Regions from separate parts of the Drosophila melanogaster genome. Here regions 2 and 3 are each linked to region 1. Evidence: chromatin contacts called from public Hi-C and HiChIP or PLAC-seq data. All regions are on one chromosome and are shown on one strand. The core of a region is the stretch at or near the end of the contact, and the rest is flanking DNA. Distances in the headings are between cores, read along the strand shown. Region 1 holds the start of CG10600. Region 2 holds the start of CG31793. Region 3 holds the start of Nak (Numb-associated kinase).

What was found. A called contact is a pair of places that touch in the nucleus more often than the background predicts. HiChIP or PLAC-seq counts read pairs in DNA pulled down with a chosen protein or histone mark.
Region 2: a contact with region 1 is called in a Hi-C map of the Kc167 cell line, with 2.3 times the contacts expected there. The contact joins the promoter of CG31793 here to the promoter of CG10600 in region 1. A contact is called at or near these places in 24 of 107 Hi-C or Micro-C datasets (the D17-c3 cell line, the Kc167 cell line, the S2 cell line and 8 more) and 1 of 6 datasets of contacts at active chromatin or transcription factors (the Kc167 cell line).
Region 3: a contact with region 1 is called in a POLR2A S2P HiChIP or PLAC-seq map of the Kc167 cell line, with 2.3 times the contacts expected there. The contact joins the promoter of Nak here to the promoter of CG10600 in region 1. A contact is called at or near these places in 6 of 107 Hi-C or Micro-C datasets (the D17-c3 cell line, the Kc167 cell line, the ML-DmBG3-c2 cell line and 2 more) and 1 of 6 datasets of contacts at active chromatin or transcription factors (the Kc167 cell line).

Annotation. Positions count from the first base shown.
Region 1 is chr2L:18,836,918-18,841,478 of dm6, reverse strand. CG10600 reads left to right here and starts at 1,800. Exons shown (of 8, transcript NM_136069.4): 1 at 1,800-2,596; 2 at 2,684-2,970; 3 at 3,321-4,352; 4 at 4,423-4,561. The coding sequence starts at 2,086. It overlaps CG31752, which reads left to right and starts at 169. Exons shown (of 3, transcript NM_165266.3): 1 at 169-260; 2 at 317-565; 3 at 627-1,851. The coding sequence starts at 201. The coding sequence ends at 1,550. It overlaps CG33120, which reads left to right. Exons shown (of 4, transcript NM_176059.2): 4 at 1-79. The coding sequence ends at 1.
Region 2 is chr2L:19,001,470-19,006,030 of dm6, reverse strand. CG31793 reads right to left here and starts at 2,664. Exons shown (of 6, transcript NM_136086.6): 1 at 2,295-2,664; 2 at 1,829-2,083; 3 at 1,605-1,758; 4 at 1-1,538. The coding sequence starts at 2,362. It overlaps CG31792, which reads right to left. Exons shown (of 10, transcript NM_001273619.1): 9 at 3,680-4,561; 10 at 3,318-3,620. The coding sequence ends at 3,576.
Region 3 is chr2L:18,966,598-18,971,158 of dm6, reverse strand. It overlaps Nak (Numb-associated kinase), which reads left to right and starts at 2,415. Exons shown (of 8, transcript NM_057818.4): 1 at 2,415-2,906. The coding sequence starts at 2,744. Tango6 (Transport and Golgi organization 6) reads right to left here and starts at 2,131. Exons shown (of 3, transcript NM_136078.4): 1 at 2,000-2,131; 2 at 1-1,941. The coding sequence starts at 2,060.

The DNA of each region.
Region 1 (4,561 bases), core at 551-3,050:
ACTTCCTTTCCTCTCTTTTAAGACTGGAGGGCAATCTCTATATACATAATGTATGCGAAATAAAAACTATTTATCCAGTAGTTAAAAATGGTTTGAGGCTTGTAGCATTAAGCTTAAGCTTAGTCTAGTATTCGGGGTTATAGTTGACAATAAAAAAAATATATTTAGTACGCCTGATCAATCTACTCTAATCTTAGACTATGGAGAAAAAAAACAAATGTTGTAAGCACTTTAAGGACCATGGGGCGCAGAAACCATCAGTGAGTCTTTGGAATAAAAAGATCTAACATTAATAGTTGCAATACATTTAATGCAGCAACTCAATGAGCACAAGGAGCATAAATTAAGGGACCATTACCGCAAGGAACGAATGAAGTCTTCAGAGAATGTGCAAAAGTCCTACAAACATAATTATACGACAAATCAAAATCAGATACGGCAGGACTATTATTGCGATCATTCGTGGGAGGATCGTGAGTCTCCTTCTAACCATGAAGACCATGCTCAGTATTTGTTTTCCAAAAAATGTTTCAATGTTAATTATCACCCGGCACAAAATGAGAAGGTAAGCAGCAATAATGAAATTAATTTTTTTTTTTAATTTCAAATACCTTAACAAACGGAAGTGGAAACACCAGTCGAAATTAAAGGTGATGATGCAACCCAGTTCAAATTACACACCCAAGCAAGCAATTGTTCCAGCATATCTCCTTAATGATAGAAAAAGGCAGAAACCAGTCATAGAACACAGCTGTGGGGACTACCTTCTCTATAAGAATCAAAACTATGAAGCGGACCCATCTAGTAAAAGTGAGCAGTGTGAGGTCGAGGGTGGTTATAATAACATAACCCCACATCGTTTAAACCACCACCAGAAGCAAAAGAAAGACTCTGATTTACTTAATGCAGCTAAGGCTCATTGCCAGGCTGCTGCCGAAAGATTCCAGAATAAGTTTCCTTCATGCAGTAAGTGTTCCTCCTCCAACGAATCCCAATCGAAACCATCCAGAATAACCGTGATCAGTGCGAAAAGCGGAGACGATCTCAGAGCGGCTGTTCGGTCCCAAATAGAGGTCCAAGAGGCCTTGAATGCGTTTACACTTGAAGTGAAGGATAAGAGGGAGGAAGTACCATCCGAAGAAGAACGCAGTACCAAGCCCAAAAAGAGCAAACAAATTACGTCTCATACGCAAGCCGAGAAAGTGGATCCCACTGCCGAATGCGCCCAATTAGATACCCTAGGGGTTGACGATTTAGAACTCGTGGATCTAAGTGGCAGTCCTAGTGATGCCGCTATTACCAATGTGGATGTAAGTGACAGTCCTGGTGATGCAGCTATTACCAAAATGGATCTAAGAGACAGTCCTACTGATGCAGATATTAACAAAGTAATTGATCCGGTTATCAGGAACATTCAGCGCATGTATCTGAACACTCTGAAAGACGAAATGTCCCTCATGGAGTATCTAGTTACGGTCCCGGAATTAATTAAAAAAGCTTTTAAGCGTCCACTCGCTGAAAAAGAGCAAAAAATAACAAGGGAGTGTTGAAAGCACATTTAAATTGTATTTATTCAATGTTTATATATTTTGATCTTTAAAAAGGCAGTAACAAATTACAAAATGTGCACTTTTAAATAACGCGCCAAATATGACTCGCCTATAGATGGCGCACTTACACGTTACAATCGATGTTACGATATATCCATCTATTCTTTCATTCACAAGTCTATCTGCGCGGGTTGCCGCTAGATGGCGCCTAACAGAACACTGTTTATTGACTAGTGTGCACAAACGCTCCACATCTGAAGACTAGAGTTGAAAAACGACAGTGCGAGACGGCTTCTAGAACAAAAAAAAAAACTATTCGCGAATCGCTGAAAACGCCGCTGCGGAAATTCTGCCAGTCGAATGAAAATCGAGTGGAAGAGGGCGCGGGTGAATTGCAAACGGAGCGTAAGATAAAAGACACGGCTAGCTGAGAGGCGTCACGTAGACGGCCGACTGATCGATATTCAATACAGGCGTAGGGCAACACGCACACACACCCATACGCGCGTGTGTGTGCCACTGCACACACAAACACATGGAGAACACTCGAGGTGGCGAAAATAATGTAGAATTGGCCAACGGCGGCAAGGAATCCACGGGAAATGTACGAAAACCGGAGAAGAAGCCACTGGAAGGAGCGGTCGGGGCTTCCAAGCAGCGGGAGACGCCTGAAAAGGGCGTAAACAAAGCGTCGGCAGTGGAAAACAACAACGCAAATGCCCGCGGAAATGCCAGTCCAACAACTACAAGCGCACAGCGAGAAGCAACAACAACAATTACGCCAGTGGAACCAACAGCAGCAGCAACAACTACAAACGGCAACACTTTACCCACACAACAGCAACAACAACTGCAGTCAGGCGATGGCAACGCAAATAACCCAACAACAAATGCACGTATAATGCTAGCTGCAGCTGAAGAGGAACAGGCAGTAGCATCGTCGGTGGCAACAACTGCAGGGGCACCCACAGCCGCAACAACAACTGCAACAACAACCGCGTTGGCAGACACAACAAAAACAAGCACAAGTACGGACGAGAAGACAGGTAAAGTAAAGCGAAATTCGCAGAACACGAATCCAATGTCAACTAATGTGATTTGCACACCCACCCACTCGCCAACGCCGCCCACAGAAGAGCGCAACCACAAAAGGAAGAAGAGAGACAGGGAGCGGGATGAAGACAAGAATCGGCGCAGCAACAACCACAACAGCAGCAGCAAGGATCGGGACAAGGATAGGGATCGGGACAAAGAGCGGGACAAGGAGCGCGATAGGGAGCGGGAGCGCGACAGGAATCGCGAGAGCAGCTCCAAATCCTCCAAGGAGGCCGAACACAAGTCCAGCTCATCGCGCAGCAAGGAGAAGTATCATCGCAGTGATAGGGACCGCGAACGGGAGAAGGAGCGCGATCGGGAGAAGGTGAGCCCAGGAACCGTTTCGAAAGTGCAGAACGCATACAGAAACGTTGATTTATTGTAAACTCTGATCTGATTTCCAGAACATACATTTCTTTAATAAGTAAATGTCAATTTCTAGTAAAACTAACAAACAAAAGTATTGTCAGGGTCTTACCACCCATTTACTACGAATAAGCAAGACACGTGATCTTAAATACAGCGAGTCATAATTCTCAGAACCTTTTATTTTTGATGCGCTACATGTTTATAGTATACTTTCCAGTTTACATAGTGCTAAGTAAACCTCTACAAGATTGCACAGCTGTCCATCAAAGTAGAAATAATGAAGCACTACAAATTTATATTTTCCAGATTCCTTCCTCGTCGTCCAGCTCATCCTCGCACTCGAATCGAAGGAGAAGTTCCGACAGCAGCCGGAGCAGTCAGAACAGCTCCTTCAAGTCGAAGGATCCAGGGGCAGATCCTGTTTTGCCTCAGGCGGTTGTTGCTGCTCTCGAAAAGCAGATTAAGGTGGAGGAGGTCATCAAAAAAGAACCAGTAGAAACCAAACAAGAAGTGGATACAGAACCTACACCAGTACTTAGTAACCTCATTAAAACTGAAGCGGAAATCAAAACGGAATCGACGGAGAAGCCAAACAAACCTCTAGTAAATGGCGAGGCGATAGCGAAAACCCGAGATGAGGTTTCCAGACAGCTAAATTTCGGAGACAAGGTCTCCAATTCCAAGTTAATGCCTTCGCCGGCACCGAAATCCAGTTCGGGATCGAACTCCACGGCCAGCAATCATTCCTCCAGCCAAAGTAGCAGCAGCCGCAAATCCTACTTATCGTCTTCGTCCTCTTCATCCTCCAGCAACCATCACAAGAGTTCCTCTTCGTCATCGTCTCGCCACTCCTCATCTACATCTCGGGAGTGCTCCAAGTGCTACAAGCGCTCCAAAATTCGGCGAACCAGCGTGGGCGTCCAGTGCTTACAGCATGCACCAGCAACTGGACCCTGGCAAACCGTTCAGAGCCTGCCGCCTAGGCCTAACCGAAAACCACCGGCTGGCTTGGAGAACTTAAAGTACGGCTGCTACTTTCAGGTGGAGCAATATCCAAATGGCGGGGCCTCCATTGTTCACCTGTATCAACATGAAATCGACGCATTGTCGCCAGATGAAATGGAGGAGCTGGTGGATGAGTTCTTTGAGGTGTGCTTTGCCGAGGATGAGCAAGGGTATGCCCACCATGTGATGGGTATTGTCCACGATGCCGCGAGGTATTTACCCGATCTACTCGAGCACATGGCCGAGAACTACTCAACGCTGACGGTAAAGGCGGGAGTTCTTGGACGAAACTCCGATATCGAGACCTGTACAATGTCGCAATACAACGAGCAGGTAAATCCATATATAAAGCAGTGCTAGCAAGAAAAATATGTAACAATTCTTGTTCGTTTCTCACCTTTAGGTGGTTCGCAACTATTGCCAAGGAACCTTTCGATATGGACCACTGCATCAGATCAGTTTGGTTGGCAAAGTGCATGAAGAGGTGGGCGGATACTTCCCAGATCTGTTGGGTCGTATTGAAATGAATCCATTTTTACGAA
Region 2 (4,561 bases), core at 1,415-3,914, 160 kb before region 1:
TTCGGCGACGTTATGATCTCATCCCCTCCCCCGCTGTTCTGGGTACTTTCCACCAAGAGCTGGGCAAAGTCCTGCCCGCTCTTGAGCATCTCCTCGTAAGTCCCGCACGCCGAGACGTGACCCTTGTCCATGATAACAATTAGATCGGCGTCCTCCAGAAACTGCAGCTGATGGGTGACAAGTATCACCAGCTGTTTGCCCAGGAAGCCGCGCATGCATTCATCGAACAGGTGCCTACCCACATGAGTGTCCACTGCGCTGAGAGGATCGTCCAAAAGGTATACATCCGCCCTGCGGTAAACAGCTCTGGCCAAACATATTCTCGCTCGCTGTCCACCGGACAGTGAAGCTCCGCGCTCGCCCACGATTGTCCCATCACCGTGCAACAACTCCAAATCCCGCTCCAGGGCACACCGCTTGAGCACAGTTCGATAGCGCTGCTTGTCCATGGGCAAGCCAAATAGAATGTTGTCGCGAACAGATGCATTGAAAAGCCAGGGCTCCTGGGAGGCGTAGGAATACTTTCCCGAGACTTGTACCGATCCAGATTCAGGCGGCAGCTCTCCTAGAATAGCCTGAATGAGGCTTGATTTGCCCGATCCCACGGGTCCAATCACAGCTACCAATTGGCCGCGCCGCAGCGACATATTGACGTTGTTTAAGACAAGATCGTGTTGCTCCTGGCCCCAGCGTGCTCTCAAGGCTTTGATTTCCACTAAGGTATCTGGTTCCTTGCCAATGCCAACGGGATAAGACCTCTTCTCCACTTCTTTCAGTAAATGTTGCTCCTCTTCGGCTTTTTCGTCCCTTCGCTCCGACATATCTATTACATTTGCCTCCTCCCGCATCATAAAATTAGTTATACGACGCATTGAGACCAACAGTTCAGCGAACTGCGACATTCCACTCGGAAAGAACTTGCTCACAGTACGCCTAAGGATGTTGTAGAAGGCGGTGACGCAGAAGGCGCGCTCTGCCGTCAGTTCGCCTCCGCCCAGGACGAATCCCAGAAGGCTCACAAAGATGGCTATGCGACCCAGGGTTATCTCGAAGGAGAGCAGGATGCCGCGCAAAAGGTTCATCTGGCGAATGGAGCTCATCTCGCTGCGCCGCATCTGCCCTATAAGTTTACCAAATGGACGCTCCCAGGTGTACATCTTGATAACCTGGATGCCCGAGATGATTTCGTTCATCATGCGTACTCGCTGATCCGTCCTGAGTGCCGTCTGCAGCCGCAGCTTTGATGTTACGCGGCTTAAGTAGGTTTGCAGTGGTAGATAGAGTACTAGGATGCTGATTCCGTAGAAGGAAGCCATTCCAATCTGTTCGTACAGGAAGTAGGAGGCAATCAGCAGCTCCAATGGCCCCAGCCACAGAAAGTGAAAATGGATAAGACATCGATCGAAGCGGTTAAGATCGTTGGAGAGCAAGTTAACCACCTGTCCGGTTGTGGTGCCTCCCAGCGAAGTGCGACTGAGCCGCAGGGCTTTTCGGTATATAGCGCTACTTACTGCCACCCGCATTTTCATGGCCAAGTGCTGCAAGAATTTAGAGAGAACACAATTACATTCAAGTTGACTTCAGTATTAAGTTACTGAACTTACCATCATTCCCATCATGTATGGGTGGGTTAGAAGAACGCTGGCCAAGATACAGGCTATAAGGAGCACAGCGTAAATTTGGGCATTGTAGCTATGGCCGTTTCCATGCTCGCTGAACTCCGATATGAGTCCGGCCAGAAGAAGCGGCACAGTGGCCCTGAAATAAATCAAATTAATCCGAATAAATTATAAGTGACACATTGACTGATAAAGTCCACGACTCTTACCTGGTTCCCAGTTCCAAGGCGGCAATTGTTATACCGGACATAATGAGCCTCCAGCCGAAGACGCGTCCGATGACCCGCAGGACACTTGGTTTACGGCCGGAATCACCTTTTCGGCGGCACCGAGCCACCTCGTCCTCCCATCCCTGGAAGAACTCATCGCCCAGGCTCGCTGCTTCATGCTCATTCAGCGTTTTGTACAGATCCGTGGGCTGAAGCGTCTGTTTGCGACCCTTGAACAGAATGGGCAGGGCAAAGCTGGAATAGGAAAGTAATTGTGTAAATTGTTTTCGCAACTGTGGCTAGCTTTGAATTATGCTACGAACAATATGTGGTATCCGATAACGGTTGTCTTCGGATGTCACTTCTCAGCGGCAGTTGAAAAGAACATTCATAGGTGAGTACATATGTATGTACGCATGTGCTCAAAGGAAACACTTCTTAGCGGTAGGATGAAACGTGAGCGTACCAGAACATGAGCGAGGATAGGATACCTGCCGACTCGCGGGGATTGGGTGGAAGTTTACTGGCCTGCATGGTTATGTAAATGTGCAGGCAATTTCACAAGTTCTCATAAACAAAAGACGCGGAATTCAGTTCTTATTTATCAGCAATTCATCACTCATAAGCGTGCACTGTATGTAGGCAGCAACATAAGACGCGAATTTCATCAACTATCGACAGATGCTGAATCTCAATTTCGCAATATGATAACAACTGACAACGGAAAACTTTCCATTCGGACGAATCGCAAAACACAACAAATCACTTGAGCCGTCCACGACGCCCCGCTTTTCCAATCATTCTGTTCAATGGTAGCGAATGGCAAGCGCTTCGATGCCAAATCGAATGCCCGTTGAGCGCCGAATCAGCTGTTCGACCGGCTGACGCAAGGGCCGTGCGTGTGTGTGTGCAAAAGCGCGCCGATTTAGATACACACACACAGGTATGTATGTTTACTTACATGGTCACTTCAGCCTTCAGAGCATTAGAGTGGACCACTCAAAGATAAGATAACGGCTTTCTAATTTATTTCCCATCCTATCGTAGCCCTTTTTACACTGTCCTATGCTATTGTATTTATTGTGTTGAAAATGTATTATATTTTAAATAAAAATATAGTATTACATATTATTTATACTAATGTAATTCATGTTTGCTAAATTAAAAAAAATTTAATTTTAGGCACCTTTTTGAAACATTAGGGTGGAGTTCGGACCGATATGTCATTAGTCATGTAATAAAGTGTAATTACTTTGTTTATTTATCTTTTTATGTATCGACTTCAATTTAGATATCACATTCTACTATCTAGAAATTTTATTAATATTATATTGACAACGGTTGCACCTTCCAGGTGTATCAGCAATACATTTTTACCTATTCTCTTGAAGTTTAGTGCAATAAATTATTTTCAATTTAAATGATTGGCTTTCTAAGCTTGCCCCACCACAAATGGAAATTCCATAGATATCTTATTCATCATATCACTAAATGAGGAAAACCTCATTAAGTCTACAAGTACTACTCTTGTCCTTATCGCGCCTGTCAGCTGTGATAACACGTACTCATGTACACATCTAATAAATATAATTTCTATAACGTATTCCAATATTGCAGCTATGATCAAAACAATAGGGTTTTTATATATATTTAATGTGCAAAAAATCAATTTCCGAACTGAAAGTGTGAAAGCTTCAATGGAGTAATATTGGGGAGATATTAATTATTCATTAGCGATTTCGGCTCGTCAAGAGGGAAGCATAAGGCTCGGTTTTTCAGATTTTTCGAATTCCTAAAAAAGGAAATTTTATAAATATATGTATGAATTCGTTTACAGATGCCTACTCTTACCCGTTGAGAAATCTTCAGGAGAGTGTCGTATGTTGCCTGACCCGTCTGCTTGACCAGGTCTTGGAAGGCATTAGTATCATCGGCAGTTAAAAGCTCATAGGGCGTCCCGAATTCCACAACTCTTCCAGCATCCATCACCAGTACACGGTCCGAGTCCATGATGGTGTGCAATCTATGGGCCACGGTAAGGACGGTGCACTCCCTGAACTTGTTTCGAATTGTGGCTTGGATCAGAGCGTCCGTCTGGGGATCCACATTGGCCGTCGCCTCGTCCATCACAAGTATTCTGTTGTCGCGCAGAATAGCTCGTGCCAGGCACACCAATTGGCGCTGGCCCACGCTAAAGTTGGAGCCACCCTCTGTGATTTTGGTCTCCAGGCCAGTGGCCACACTGGCCACCACATCCTTGAGTTCCACCTCCTCCAGCGCGCACCACAGCCTGTCATCGCTATACTCGTCGAAGGGATCCAAGTTGTGTCGCACTGTGCCGGAGAACAGAACTGGTTCCTGGGGTATGATTGAGATCTTGCTGCGCAGGTCATGTAGACCCATATCATTGGTATCCTTATCGTCTATGCGCACAGATCCATCGTTGTAGGACAGGCGGAATAGAGCGTTAATCAGCGAGGATTTGCCGGCTCCGGTTCGTCCCACGATGCCAACCTTTTCCTTGGGCTTTATTACAAAACTGAGGGACTTTAGAACGCTTTCCGATTTCAGATACGGCTCGTAACGCAGACTCAGCTCTACAAATTCTATTTTTCCTTGCTCTGGCCAAGATTCATGTGGTTTTTTGTCAGCCGTGGCTTCCAGTGGTCCCTCTGGCTCTATTTCCTCGTATTCAATCATCCGCTCCACGGAAATCATTGTGTTTTCCAACTC
Region 3 (4,561 bases), core at 1,166-3,665, 130 kb before region 1:
GAATTCCATACACTTGCATGTGGGATTGTTTTTCCTCTATCAAGGACCGAGCTCTTTGAAAAGGTTGTATTTTAACAGCCTCACTTGGTCGCCATGCGCCGTGAATTATTGTAAGCAATGATTTTACAGATTGCTGGATAAGAGGGTTGGAAGATCGAGTACCCAACAGGTGCAATTGTTCTTTCAGTTCCTTACAGGCCTCTGAAAGTTGAATATTCTCACTGCCCTCAAGAATTTCCTGCAAGAGGTTTAGAACGAGAAGTAGGATCTGATCCGTGGTATCTTGCTCTCTAGATCGGTGGACAAGCAAGTCTTTTAGTATATGTAGAAGCTCCTTGGTATGTTGTGATAGCTGAGCTCTTAATGGTTGGTGGGCTACCATTTGGTTTAAAGCAATGAGCAAATCTAGCTTCAGTTGATATTTGGAGTGCAGAAAGTCTTTGAGCTCTGCTTCTGATGAAATAAAATCTACGCTGGCTGAAGATTTATCATTTATCTGTTTAGCTATGAAGCCCAGAAGAGAGAGGAAAACTTTGCAGGTGAGGGAATGATGAGAGCTTGATGTGAGTAGACCGGGCAATATTCTGCCCATATCGTGATCTGCTAGATGATCTTTGTGAGCTACTTTAACCTGAATTTGAGTTGTGTTCATGGAAGGCAGGATTATAATGCGTGGGTTTAAACACTTCCAAGGAGGTTCCTTCTCAATTTCCCATTTAAACAGCTTCTGGAGTATCGCAGGTAATTCGTTTTTCATTTCTCTGTTGTCCAGACAACGCAAAATAATGGCAGAAATCTGCGATGACGCCGGTAATTCCATTGGAAGGCCATCGTAGAGTTGGAGCAGCAAAGGAAGGTAGGGAACGAGTAGATTACTGGGTAAGCAAGCTACGGTTGAAGAACAAAAGAGATGCTGCCATAAGAGAATGCGATTGCACAGTTCCTGGTGATCCATTAAGATAAGGCCATTAATAATGTCTTCTGGGTTACAAAGCGTTTCCCAGTGTTTGAATAATATTTCTTTTATCAGCTTTTGATTTGTATCACTTAAATCGTAAAGTCTTCTGAGCGATAGGACACCGGCGCACATTTTGTCCGCATTCTGCAGATAGAACTTACAATATTCTAGCACCTGGAGAACCATCTTCTCTTGCGCTAACTGAGAAAATCCTTTTCTGGCCACAATACTAGCCACAATTTCCGCATTTCTGGAAGAATTCACATTGGGATTTTGATGCAGGGCCTCAACAAGACTAGCAAATCCTTGGGGTAAGTGAAGCTTTCCTAAGAGTTGACGGTGCAATAATTGGGCCAGAGTTGGGCAGAGAGTCGTAGCTTTAAAAAGCAAGATGTTGCGAAAGAAATCTGCTTTGGATTCATATTGCCAGAGGTAGGCTATAGCCTTATCCAGCAGTGGAGAGTCTTGCTGCACACGTAGACTCACAATGGCCGCCAGTAGATCCCTTTGCACCAGCTCCATCGAGTTGGCTATGTGGTATTGTCGAATATGCAGTAGATTAATAAAGAACTGAATGCTTAGAAGCATCAATGAAAAGTTAGCTTTGATTTTCCCCTGAGCCTCACAAAAGATGGGCGACTTGTAGAAATCCTCATGTAGCTGGCATCGAAGCGAGTAATATGATAATTCTTGGGAAGCCTGGATACACAATTTCAGGTGCGCTACCGAAATAAGATCCTCCTTGGCGTCGCTGTGGAAATTAATGTTCCTCATGATCGAATGTAGCACATGTTGCAATCTTATTATATAGCATATAGTACGATCCGAATCGGGATCAATACTAGATTCGTGATCGTCTGTTAACTGATATTCCAGGCACAGCTCATGCAATTGCTGACCAATCTCGAGTTTAGCATATTTTTCCAAAATTCGCAGGTTGATTTCCAAGGCTTCGGCAGTCCCTGAGTTATTCGCCGTATTTGCTGTCGAAATATTAGTATTAGGGATACTACAATTATTATATGATGTTAACCAATTTACCTAGAGCTTTACTAAACCTTAAACTCTCTAGAAGAGCAAAGTACTTGGCCGTATTTATCATTGTTATCCCAGCAAACTACAATTTTGCGAATTTAGCGACCATTTGCTAGAGATGCTTGTTTACAATTGCACCAGCACAATCGATAACATATTGATAAGGGAAACACGATGTTGGCAGCATAGCTAATTAAAACTGCGCGATAGTTTAATGCAACTGTAGCTATATGTTTTATTGAAAGTAGAACCATATTATCTTTTTAAATTGGATCAAATTACAAAAAATTGTTATCATAAAACCTATTTTGTAAACGGGGATTTCCTTGTTTTCAGAATTTCGAGATTGCAACCAACTTATCTATATATCGATAGGCGGCTGCACCAGCCGCGGGTTGCGCATCTGACTGCAGCAAAGCGCCCTGGTCACACTGGCCCAACAACTCGAGAGCAGCAGGAAAATCGAACAACTTTCTTTTTCCACTGCATTGTGTGTGTGCATGCAAAAACACAAAGTGCGCAGAATAGCTTTATTCAGCTAGCCGATACGACTCGAAAGTGGATTAATTGGCCAGCGGCACCGACGCCCCGCCCACCGTCAGCCGCCCTCGCAAAATTAAAAATTGCCAAAAACACCTACGCGCAGGCAATTAAGACCGTGTTAGCTAGTGTGCGTGTGTGCTCGCGAGTGTGTGTGTGTGTGTTGTGCTGCTGGGGCAGTAAACATTTTCTAGTGAAAATCGGGGGAAAATGAAGAAAATCCTGTCTAAGTTCGAGCGCAATGAGAACTCTCGACTGGAGAATCCGCCCAACAGCAGCAGCTCGTCGTCCTCGAACGAGAAGAACAGCTTCGTGGGCAAGGTCTTCACAGTGGGACGCGTCACGGTCACCGTGGAGGATGTCCTGGCAGAAGGTAGACGACTATATATACACTCTTATATATGTGCTCCCATTCCCCTACCTACAACACGTCGCCCGCGATTATGCTTATCACCTGCCTGATTTACAGGTGGGCAGTAGCCTGCCGTCCGCTTTTCGGTCTCGCCCCTCGTCACAGATTAGATAAACCCCTTCAGCGCGAGAACTCCCAAATGTGGGGCGTACTCAAAGCGCTAGAGAGCATAAAAATCAGCTGCGTATCCTCCATAATTGGGGACACCACTTGTCGCATTTCCGATTAAATCCAAATAAATTACTCCCAATAATTTCTGTATAAGATGTTAAACTCAAAACAGCTAAAATCTGACTTTGATATATTATCTTTTAATAAAACTGTAAAACATTTTAAATTATTTCATTAATTATGAATACTAAATACTGGTTTGTAACCTAAATTCCAACTAATTGAACTGCAATTTTGCCCTTGGCATAGAACTACATATTTATGTCCATAACTCGGCTCTCTAATGGCGTGCAGATATTTCGTCCAAATTTATGTCAGTCTTTAAAGAGTTTATTTTTGCCAAAACCAGAAATGCCAGCATTTCTATTGTGACAAATGGGTGTCCGCGTTAGAGAAACCCGACTGTACAAACACAGTTACGGTTCTGGTTGGTTTTTCCATGGAATACCCATTGAATTCCCGTAGCCACTACACATGGCCACAAATCAATTGAATCAATTATGTTAATTTAGCCAATGAAGCGGCAAGACCAACACTCATCAGCCGACTGTCTCCGACAGTCTTCCGTTTTTCACCTTTCGCCGAGCTAAATGGCAAAGTTCGCCCCTAAGGAAATCGCCTGTGCTGTGTCCTTGTCCTTGAAATGCGGAGTGCTCCACTCCACATCATCCTGCAGTGCAAGTGCCTCCTTGTTGGCCTGGCACCAGTACCCTCCGCCCAACATTTGATCATCTAACGATTGCTCACCCACCGCCTGGCCAGCCATTCGCCACCTTTCCTTTAGCCATTACGTAGTGTTTTTTACTTTTTATACTTTTGGCAAGCGGACTCGATTCGTAATTTTGTTTTGCGCTGCGCTGGCGCCGCTGGCAATTAGTCAGCTGTTGTCGGGCATACCCTGTAATTAAAAAGGCGGAGCGTTTGACGAACACGGTTATTTGGTTAAAGTTATTGAATTAGTATAACAAATTATAAACTAAATTATATATTATTTATTAATTCATTTAATCCAGTAACGTAACTATTGGTATTTCATTTAAGAAAGAGAAAAAATAAATAGAGTCTTTTGCAGATGCTCAATGAATAAAATGCGCGTATAGCCAAGTTTAAACTGCTCGATATGCTGGATACTTCCAAAGTAACACTGTGCTTAATCACCTTCAATATTTACCTGCTTTCTTTGATTCGATTTTTGAGCAGCCAACAACAATTACAAATGACTAAGCGACAAACGGTTAACGAATGAAGCTTTCCCGCCTTAACCCCTCAGCCCCCACCCTTAACCGCTTACTGCCCACCTTGCAGTTGACGCCCCTTCAGACGTATTTTCTACCCTCGTTTGCGTTTCGAATTGCCTTCTCGCGTTTTCTCGCATCGCTACAATTGTGCATTGTTATTGTTGCTTTTCATACTATTATTACTGGATGTTGTTGCTGTACTTTTTG